2 separate regions of the Anser cygnoides genome follow, and region 2 is linked to region 1. A link is a contact called in public Hi-C data. All regions are on one chromosome and are shown on one strand. The core of a region is the stretch at or near the end of the contact, and the rest is flanking DNA. Distances in the headings are between cores, read along the strand shown. Region 1 holds the start of YWHAE (tyrosine 3-monooxygenase/tryptophan 5-monooxygenase activation protein epsilon). Region 2 holds the start of SERPINF1 (serpin family F member 1).

Region 1 (5,220 bases), core at 1,579-4,078:
AATCATCTTAAGATTAAAACACTTCGTTTTTGTTAATGGTTTTGGGGAAGGATTCTAACCAAACCAGTTTGAAGAAAAATATGAACATGTGCCATTGTATTATAACACTATCCACTTTCTTGACAGTTAAAGTCTTTTTTTATTTTTTTTTTTGTAGCATGTAATGTATATGTTCATAGTACGTGAAGTAAATAAAAGTATAGCCAAAACTTTGGCTTGGTGTCATTCTCAATCAACTGTCATTGGAATACTTGCATATAGGAATGTAAAAATAGAACAGCTGGTATTTTCATATTTTATTGACCGTGCTTATCTGAAAACAATTAAAGACCTGTACAAGAAAGATGATCCAAGGTAACTAAAGTTATCAACCAGTAAAATATTGTGGCCTTTTTTTGAAACAGGGTGACTTTCTGTAATCAAATGAGTTTCTTGAGGCAAAGGGGAGGAGGAGTATTTTCTCTTGCCAGGAAGTTCAAGGACAGCATTTGTTTTCTTAGTCACTACATTGCAATTGTAGCTCCTCATATTTGAGTTGATTGATACTCCATTGGCTGGCTATGACAGATAACTTTCTTGGCCAGTGCTGTCTAGTGGAGTCCTCAAGTGGGAAGTGTTAAATGAGTGACTTTGCATTTAGTTGTACTGTTTTCTTGTCATACCTCCACACTATGAAGATTATGCCTCAGATGGAAAAAAAAAAATCACAGCCAGAATTATTATGCTCAGTTTTACTCCTTGCTCATATAACTTGTCTGCAGTGGAGCCACAAGAAAGATTACCTCTAAATTAGATTACCCAAGATAATTTAAAAGCTCACTATAGCTATCCTGAAGAGGTCCTATACACCTCTCCACAATTCCCTGACGGGCACATCCTCCTGATACTGGTATTTGCAAACCATGCAGGACTAATACAGAGAACTATTGCTCATCCTTGCAGTGGTGATTTGCTGTTGCAGGAGTGGTTCGATCAATTTATGTAAATGCTGTGGGTGCAAAGGACAAGGCAAGGATTGCACCAGGAAATTCTGCTTTGAGTATTTAGCTGCATTAGGCTGTATACTCCTTACGCTTCACCAAATACCTGACCAATTTCCAAACATTTGCATGCCACCTGTAACAACTGCATACAAATATGTTTGAACTATTTAGACAATACGCTGCAGTTTAACAAAGGTAGGAAGCATGCACCTCACTTCTGGCCAATAAGTATGCTTATAGCAGCCTGGTTTGTTTATAGCCTTGAGCTCTCTACAAGTTGAGTGCCTGCTGAACATGAGGATCAAGGAAAAGTTCTTAAGGCAAATCTAATAAAGATTGGTTAAGATTTATGAAGCACTGAGGTGATTTGCAAATCTTGCAATGTTAAACAAATATACAGTGATTCTCTATTACTGCTGGGATCTTTAGGATGCCTACCAAAATCCTTGGTAACTGTACTGTGTATGTATGAACAATTCACAGATAAAGGTATATAATGATTCCCAGTTTCAACAAAATCTGCATTTTCTGATCATATTTCCTCTTGAAAATAGCATTTTTTTCCGGACTTGACACATAATTTTCATTTTAGCTCAGATGTGCTAATGTCTTTGTTTTTTTGTTGTATGGAATTCTGGTTAAATTACCCTGAGATCTGAACAAGAGTTGGGGTCCAAAATGTCCAGTGGAAATAGATCATCAATTATTTAGTTAGGCACACAGTGACATAAACATCACTCCTATATTTTTAGATGTATCTGTGAGAAAACCACAAAATGTTAATTTTACGCATCCTGGAACTCATGTTCGCTACCTGAAATAATGTGTCAAAATGAATCAGGAAACAATAAACCACTTTTTAAAATGATGGTTTAAGTGTGTGTGCAGTCACACGTTAGGAGCCCATTTCGGCAGGCACAATATAAAACAGTAAATAGGAGGATACTCAGCAACATCCAAGAGGTGCCAGGGACTGCTCAGTCTGCTGCCTTCAGAAGCTGCAAAGGCCTTTGTGTGCTGCTACACCTCAGGAAGGCTGAGCCTGGGTGACGCTGGAAAAAAGAGAGATGAGACTTTGTCCACATCCATCCTGAGCAAATCTTTGAAGATTAAATTTGTGCTAGCCAAACATAATCCCTTTTCATTTCTTCAGACCATTTTGATTCGGGAAATTGAGGCGCTATCTCAATTATTTAAGCATATGTTCCAAATATTTCAGAAAGACACCGTGAGGAACTTCTGAAACATTCAGTGTTCTTCTAACCTCTTTAAACCATGAGATTATCGTGCCTTGCCCCAGATAAATACACTGAGGGTGATACTTCGCTTGAGAACACACCCTGGAGAGGCTGCAGAAACCTGCTAGGTCAGACATTCTCTTTTTCACTCATTTCCAGACACATTGCTAAGTCAAAAGCAATACCCAGCGGTTCCTACAAAAAGGGAGACGTTAATTCCGGAGGCATTGTCAGCGTTGGAGGGCAGCAGGACCGCGCTGCCTGAGGGGAAGCCGCGGACGCCCTGAGGGAAACGCCGCCGCCGCCACCCTCACCCCCAGCCCGCGGCGCGGGCCCGGCTCCCGGCTCTTCCCTCCCGGGAGGCAGGGCCCAGAGTCCGGCCCCTGGCCTCGGCTGCCCGCAGTGCCCCCAGCGGCCCCGCACCGCTCCCCGCCGCCTTCCCTTGCGCAACGGCGCCCTCTCGCCCGCGGTCCCGAGGCCGCCGTTCGGGAGCGGCTGGCCCCGGCCTCGAACCCGCGACCCCCAGGTCCCCAGCCCGCCGCCCGCCTCCCGCCCGTTGCCAAGGAGCCGCCGTTGCCATGGGAAGGCGCAGGGCGCATGCGCGCCCTTGCGGAAGTGCCCGGATGCAGCGGGAGGAGGCGCTGCCGCCATATTTGCCCGGAGAGCAGCGAGCTGGTAGCTGCTGAGCCCCCCGGCCCCATCGGCTTCCATCCGCCCCGGACACTCCCCGACGCCACTCCGCCTGCAGGCCATGGACGATCGGGAGGATCTCGTCTATCAGGCCAAGTTGGCCGAGCAGGCTGAGCGCTACGATGGTGAGCGCCGGCTGAGGAAAAGCCCTGCGAGGCCGAGGGGGAGAAGGGAGGGAGGGAGCGGCCACAAAATGGCGGCTGGGCGGGGGAGGGGGGGGCAGGGGCGGAGGGGGGGCACGGACAAAATGGCGCCTGGCACCCCCCTGAGGGGGCTGAGGGAGCTGGGGCTGGGGGGCCTGAAGGAGCGGGAGGCTCGGGCCTGGGCGGGGCCGCTGGGGGGGGGGGGCGGCGGCGGCGGCAGAGCCGGGAATAAAATGGCGGCCGCGAAGGGCGAGTCCCGGGGGGAAGGGGGAGCCGCCCCCGCCTCATGGAGGTGGGGGGGGGGGACACAAAGAGACCCCGCCGCTGCTGCTCGGGTGCCTCGGGGCGGTACTCACGGCCCGGGCCTCGCTTCCCTTCAGCCGGGCTGCAGGGCTGAGGGCGGCTCGCCGCAGACAACGCCCTCTCCGGGAGGTGGGTGCCCGGCTCGCTCGGCCCCTCGGGGGGGAGATGGTGGGGAGAGGCCCGCTCGCCGTGGCCGCTCCTAGGGGAGTGGGGCTGCCGCTTTTCTTTCTGTTCTTTTGCTTTCCGGTGGAGATACCGCTGCCCCTGGCAAACCCAGAGAGAGACCGAGCTCTCACCCTGGAGCCATCTAGTACTACGTGATACTTCATTGCCTAAAGGAAATGCGTACGCTTTCATTATGCGCAAGATGCTATTACATTTCATTTTCTTTTTCCAGTATTGTGTGGTTTTTTTCTTTTTTTTCCCCGATAAAGTTTGTGTGCTGTGCCTGATCGGTACAGATCTGGGGAAGAGTGGTGGTGGGAGGGAGCTGACAACCCTGGAATGGTGTCTGCTGCCCCAGAAATGTCTGCCTTGTGACTGTCTATTTAAACGTGTTTCTATTGCCTATAATAGACAAGGCCTTTAATTTTCTCAATGGTGTTAAACTTCTGGGACTGTTACTTCTGCCTTAAGACTCGTGTTTATGCATTTGAAGTGAAATACCTGTGTATGTTTAAAAAAAAAAAAAGAAAAGAATACAGCTATGTTTCATTTAGAGGTAGGGAGATGCTCCAAATACTTTGTTCACAATTTTCATAGCACAATAAGGTAATTTGGTGAGAACTAGGTTTTGTTCTCGGAGTTGCTGCTTAGAAAACTTCTGCTAGTGTTTCTGAGCATCTGAGAAATACACATTTTGGTGAGGAAAATAAAATCTACAACAAAAAAAGAAAGCCCAAATAAGACTGTCTTTTGTAAATGTTCTTATAGGGGAAAGGGGGTGGAAGTAAGAATTCCACTAAATGAAAGGAGTCAAACGGTTTCCTCATAGTAATTGTAAGGACTTGCAGGAAAAAAATGCCCACCAGAGCAGTTCTTGGGATGTGACTTAACTGGCTGGGAGGGATGGGCACGTGATTCAATATTTCACAGTAGGTATGCAACATCTATTGGTAAAAACTGGGGTGTGTGTTTTTTTGGTATTTTGCTGCCTACCCCAAAGAGCATGCGATGGGAAGACAGATTTTTCTCCCTGCCACCATTACTAAAAAGGATGCCTCCCCACCCCCAATCCCACCATTTTCCTGGAGTTGGGCTTTTTGTGTGTAGGGAGGAAAGGGCTCTCCACCGGGTATTAATGAATCAGTGTGACTATAAGTGTTGGCTTTGGTTTGAGTGGAAACCCAAAGTAGGATGCTTGGCCAACATCCTCCAGGATTCATCCTCTTTAGGAGCTTTTGAGGCATAACTGCCTGTCTTTCTGGTGCTTTCCTAGATTGGTGATAAATCAGTTCTTTGGAAAGTAATCAGACCCTACCCCAGTGTAGAGATCTGAAATGCAAAACCATTCGGCTTCCTGTCAAGAAAAAAAATGGTTGATAGTTTCCCTTTGTGCAGCTTTTCTTTCCATCATTGGGCTTTCTATTCCAACCCAGTTGTGGATGTTTGCAGAACAAGCTGGCTAGATCAGAATTTAGAAGATCTCTCATGCTGTATTGCTTCTGAACCGTAATGAGGCCATTGCTAAGGAGGGAGCACCAGGAGTTGTGTTAAATCAATACTGTGGTTTTTAGACTTCCGAAGTTTTTTGGAGTCAAGTTGGGTAAACAAATTTAAGGTGTACCCTCTAATTCTGCTAGCTGTTCTGCAAGCATCTTTACTTCTTACGTCTCTGGCCTGGAAAAAAATGGTATTGTAGGT
Region 2 (5,236 bases), core at 615-3,114, 250 kb after region 1:
CTCATCTGCGCCGCTGGCTGAGAATATCAAATAAGTCTGAATAACTTTAATATTAGATGTATTTTTTTTTCCCTTACTAAAGCAAATTCATATGAACGTCATCAGAACTTACTTCCACAGCACTGTTCGGAGAACATACTGTCTTGAACCCCAAACAAATGAACAGTAAAATATTTCCATTGATTTAACAGAACTGATCTAATCCCTTGCATCTCTTTAGATGAGTATTATACACCATTTCAGGGATATGCTCTACCTGCAGGAATAAAGCTTGCTTTAGCCTATAATAACATTCTGTACAACTGCCACTCCAATTTAAATGGTTTAAACCCAAGCCTTTATTTAAACAGATGAGCTTTCATTTGACGATACAGACAAGATATAAAAAACTTCTCCGGTAGTCCCTCCATAAAGGGCATTTTAATACTGTATTTGTACAAAAAAATTTACCAAAATGAGACAAAAACCATCACAAGATCTCCACAGCTAACACCCTCATTTCTGACGGGATGATGGAAAACTATTATGCACAAACATCTTTCTGCAGATTTGACTTCTCACAGAACAAGCTGAGAAACAGCTGAGAGCTGAGCTGTTGCTCTTCATGTTATAGGGTTACCTTTGAAGCACCGACTAATCACAAAGCAAGGCTCCCTGATTTGCTTTTCCTGCTTGCAGAAACAGCTGCCAATGCTTCTCCAAAACCATCCTTTCCTCTTATCTGAGGGATTGTATAAGTCCAGCGCAAGCACGCATGAGTAATTCTTCATTACCTGTTCGCAGCATGGCTGGCAGCCCCAAAAGATGTCTCAATAAAAACCTAAACTGTGGGCACTGATATTATTGGCTAGAGTTTACTTTCAGCATTTCCAAATAGACAAACAGCTGGAGTGGCTCAGGCCAGCTACGTGTCAGTTCAGCCCAGTATTCTGTCTCTCCCAGTAACAAACGAATGGGGAAAAAAAAAAATCAGAAAACCACCAAGAACGTGTAAGTAGGGACAAAGAAAAACAACTGCTCTCTCGTTGCACCTCTCAGCTGCCCCGCTGGATATTGCATCTGACCACCGCCAGCCTTCGGTGGACCTGTCTTCCACTATTTTTTTTAATCCACATCTTCCATCTTCTGCAATATCTAGTTACTTTAAGTTTTACAACTTAATACTTTTGAAAAACACACTGTTGTTTTAAATAGGCAGATACGTGGATACTGATGAGTATTCCCCATGATGCTTCTACTATTAAAAATAACAACTAACCTCTGCCCCTTTACCTTGTTCAGACCACTTATTGTTCTATAGGTCCTACAACATTCTCTTCATTCTTTTTTTTCTCCTTTTTTTTGGCCAAAAAACTTCCAGCCAGTTATGTTAATAACTTGTTAACTAGTAACTATCACTGGACAGAACCACTGCTGAGTACCTTCCCCTTAACTGCTTTAAACGGCAGCTGGATCCTGCTTCCACTGTAGCAGCCTCTCCATTAAATCTTCAAACGCTGCTGCAGTGACGGTACCTCCTCTGCACTGCTGTAATAACGGTACCGCCGAGATGGGAGAAAGTCTCTCATGTGACATGGGGCAGAACTGAGGGGATAAAAGGCTTGCTCAAACACGGCAGGGAAGAAGAAGGCTGAGCGTTTGGCTCGGTCCTGTTTTAGCCGCTGGACTGCCCTTATCGCAGAACGCACATTTGCTTTGGAGGCGAAGGTTCATCACAAGCGCGCACAGCTCAGCCAGAGGATCACAGCAAGAGAAAATGAGAGCAGAGCACTTTAAGAGCGCCCTGGGAAGCTGTAACCTGAAGCCTGCCGAAGGCTGGGCTGGGGAGGCAGCAAAAAGCAGATGTGGCTGCGTTGAGCCCGCACTGGCCCCGGCTCGCACCCGCTGGGAAGCTGCGGCAGCGGCGGCCGAGAGGAGCCCGAGGTAAGGGGCAGCTCGGGCTGCTTGCGCTGCCCCCGTGTCGGCAGCCAGCGGCCAGGGAGTGCCAGGGGTGTAAAGGGTGCAGGGATGATGCTGGGGAGCTCTTGGGGAGCCGGGGAGTGGGGAAAAAAACGGTTCTGCTGCAGGCGTGAAAAGGCGCGACGCCCGCCAGGTAGGTGAGCAATCTCAGCGAGGGTTGGCAGCCAGCAGCATCCCAGGGCACCTCTTTGCCACCGGGGCAGACGTGTGCTCAGGGACTGGGGGATTTTTTTCCCCTTTTCTGCCCTTCTAGTACCTGTGTTGCAGCTGGGAAGAGGCTTTTTCTTTGCAACGGTAACAATTTTGGCGATAGTCAACTCCTCTAGGTCTGGTGGTCGCAGGATGCCTCAGGAGTGGTGCTGTGGGGTGGAGCAATCACCTGAGGTCTGAGCTCGTGGGTGCTGTTTCGTAGGAGCCCTAAAATCAGAAGCATTCATAAACGATTTGAGACTTGTACCACTGTAGATGGAAAGCAAAACATTTCACTTCGCACCTGCAGGCCTTCGCAAACAGACAGCTCCAAGGCGCAAAGTTCCTCCTCAGCTCATTTCTCGTTTCTTCCTGTACCTTCCTGACTGTAACATCACACGCTGCATGCTGTTGCTCCTTCTCTTCTTTTTAAAGGCAGCTACAGATTGAAATAGCATGCCTGAAAACATCCAACACCTTTTCTCCAACCAAATTCTTCCCTCTCTGCATTTTTGGCTGTGGACTAAAGGCCATGCAAATAGAATCCAGATGTTCAGGCCAATTCAAATGCAAAAGGCTTTGTCCTTCTAAAATGGAAATTGCTTTTTGGCAAAGTTCGAGAAATATGAAGCTGGTGACAGTACTGGCAAAAACAATATAAATCTGCAAAACCAATCTCCGCTCCTATACTCCCAGGAGCTCAGTATAGTTGGAAGCAGGGATTGTGCTGAACCTTTTTTTCAGAGAAAAGGTTACGCTCCATGGAAAACCATCTCCAAACCAGACTGGGCCAAACCTCTTCTGCTCAGCATGCGAGAACACCGCTTGGTGCAGGCATCCTCAAAAGCCCTAGCGCCATGCCCTAGCTTTGCTTAGACGCATGCAGGGCTTGTCATCTCTGTTTCAGCGTGGTGCCTATTCATTTTAAAGCTCTGCAATGATACAAGCAATCCCAGCATCATACCCACTGTCATACCACCAAACATGGTTTGTTGCAGTGTAATAAGTCCTCTTAATAAGCATTTCCTGCACCAGAATATCTCATCTACTCAGCAACTGGGATAGCACGATGCGAGTGCACAGGGAAAAGAGGTACCACTTTTATCTTACACTGCCTAAACATACGCGAGAACTTCAGACGTCCACCGTGACACCACTCTCTCCAGGACAGAAGTACCTCCAGAAGAAAAGGGTTTGGGGAGGAAAGGAAAACGGTGAGCTGTCTTTCACTGAAGGAAAACCTCTGCCTGAACAGACTGGGTCCTGAACTCTGGCTGTCGTAGCCACGTGGCTTTAAGTTGTATTTCTACCAGCAGGCATGTTTCCTTTATAGCTGCAGTTAATCTGAAACACATGTTATTTCTCTTACTTCGCTGGATGCTTGGATCACAGGGGTTAGTTAAATACAACCCTCTTCCTTTAATTTCTGGGAATCTATATAAACATTGCCTCAGACCAGCCGCAGTGGCGTCTGTACTCAGGGGCATGACACTTCTGCAGTAGCTCTGGTTTACCCGCAGTGAAACCCTGGGTTAACACACTGCCCTTTGGACCAGACAGATCTGTCTGGAAGGGCCACATATGCCAATGCTGGAGTGATTAAAAGTGGATTCCACAGAAGGAAGCTTATCAGCTTTGGAAAGTTTGGTACTTTTCTCCCACCTCCATTAAAAATATGGAATAAGCCAAGCTCTGTCTCTAGATCTGGCACAGCATTAGGTATTTACTCCCAGCCCTTTTCCTCTCTGTCTTGTAAGAAAGATCTTCTATTGGTCTGTTATCAAACTGCAAATAAGAAGCAAAGGATTCAGTATAGCCTTCCAAGTACATGCAGACACAAGAAACATGGTAAATTAGTGCCCGAGGCAGAAAACTTGTTTACCAGAGCAGTAGGCAGACAGTTCTTCTCTTCTGCCCCATTCAACAACATGAATTTGCTACCTTTTATAAACGCTGATGTGTTGAATTTTTAGTCTAAAACTCAGAAGATATGATTTAGTGCCTTTCTTGACCATGGCACTCAGTAGCTGCCAGCATCAGTGTGGTTTGGGCCACACACATCTGCTTTTGTGTTCAGACACACCCAGGCATGTGTGTTTGCCCAATTTTGAAGTCATTGGAGCCAGGCTGGCTGAATACTTCGAGCAAGCTAGAGAAGAAGAAAACCCAGCTAAGATCAGGTGTGTGTTTCACAATCAAGAGGAACAAGCAGCAGCATGTCACTGCAGTTCCTGTCACAACCAGGTACAGCAAACAGGAGCAGCAGAGATGTATTTTTCTCAGTTGCTCAAACTGTCATGTTCTTACTCTGTAGGTTCAGGCATGCAGATTCCAGCGGTTCTCCTTTTCCTGGGTCTTTTAACTGTCCCAAGCAGATCCCAGAATTCGGCTGCTGGGCAGGTAAGTAGAAGACAACAGCAGAGAGTGAGAGCCATACTTGAAGCAGGTAATTTAATTTTAGAAAGTCTTACAAAAGGATTAAACGCTACCCTCCTAAGTTACTAGGTTTTTATTTAGCAACATAATGAGACTAACTCCTGCTTTACGCAGATAAAACCAAAGCAGTTAGAATCATCTCCTGATGTGAGGCAGATACAGGGGATTCCAACCTGAGCACTGCCTTCAGCTTTCTTGGGACGCTTTAAAGCGAAATCACTATTCCTACACTCTATCAGGAAGATTAAGCCAATACTTCTGCGGATCACAGGAGAGTGTCTGCAGATTGCTTGCCTTTGAAATGCTTCTGATTGCACCTGCCCTTGTAAAGTGCAAGTCTAAACAAAGTGCTCCTTGTACTTGCTAGAACTCTGCCACCACTGATGGAGCTAATGCTGGCGAGGTCGAAGAGGAAGATCCATTCTATAAAAGCCCTGTAAACAAGCTGGCAGCTGCAGTCTCCAACTTTGGCTATGACCTGTACCGTCAGCAATCTAGCCGGACAGCCACTGCCAATGTGCTACTGTCTCCGTTCAGTCTGGCTACTGCACTCTCTGGTCTCTCACTCGGTGAGTTCCTTTTTTCACGTGCTGTTTGACTTGCCAGGCCTTCCTTCATGCTGTTGTCCTTGTTGTTGGCAGGGGCTGGAGAA

What was found. Hi-C and Micro-C count contacts between places; a contact is called where the count stands out from the background.
Region 2: a contact with region 1 is called in a Hi-C map of liver, with 3 times the contacts expected there. The contact joins the promoter of SERPINF1 here to the promoter of YWHAE in region 1. A contact is called at or near these places in 2 of 7 Hi-C or Micro-C datasets (both in liver).

Annotation. Positions count from the first base shown.
Region 1 is chr18:7,254,057-7,259,276 of Taihu_goose_T2T_genome, forward strand. YWHAE (tyrosine 3-monooxygenase/tryptophan 5-monooxygenase activation protein epsilon) reads left to right here and starts at 2,829. Exons shown (of 7, transcript XM_048068029.2): 1 at 2,829-3,036. The coding sequence starts at 2,973. It overlaps LOC136786624 (a long non-coding RNA gene), which reads right to left and starts at 2,772. Exons shown (of 3, transcript XR_010825802.1): 1 at 2,248-2,772; 2 at 1,930-2,035; 3 at 1-1,268. CRK (CRK proto-oncogene, adaptor protein) reads left to right here. Exons shown (of 3, transcript XM_048068027.2): 3 at 1-209.
Region 2 is chr18:7,503,832-7,509,067 of Taihu_goose_T2T_genome, forward strand. SERPINF1 (serpin family F member 1) reads left to right here and starts at 1,865. Exons shown (of 8, transcript XM_013189919.3): 1 at 1,865-1,923; 2 at 4,463-4,548; 3 at 4,952-5,153; 4 at 5,226-5,236. The coding sequence starts at 4,471. SMYD4 (SET and MYND domain containing 4) reads right to left here. Exons shown (of 11, transcript XR_010825751.1): 11 at 1,923-2,376.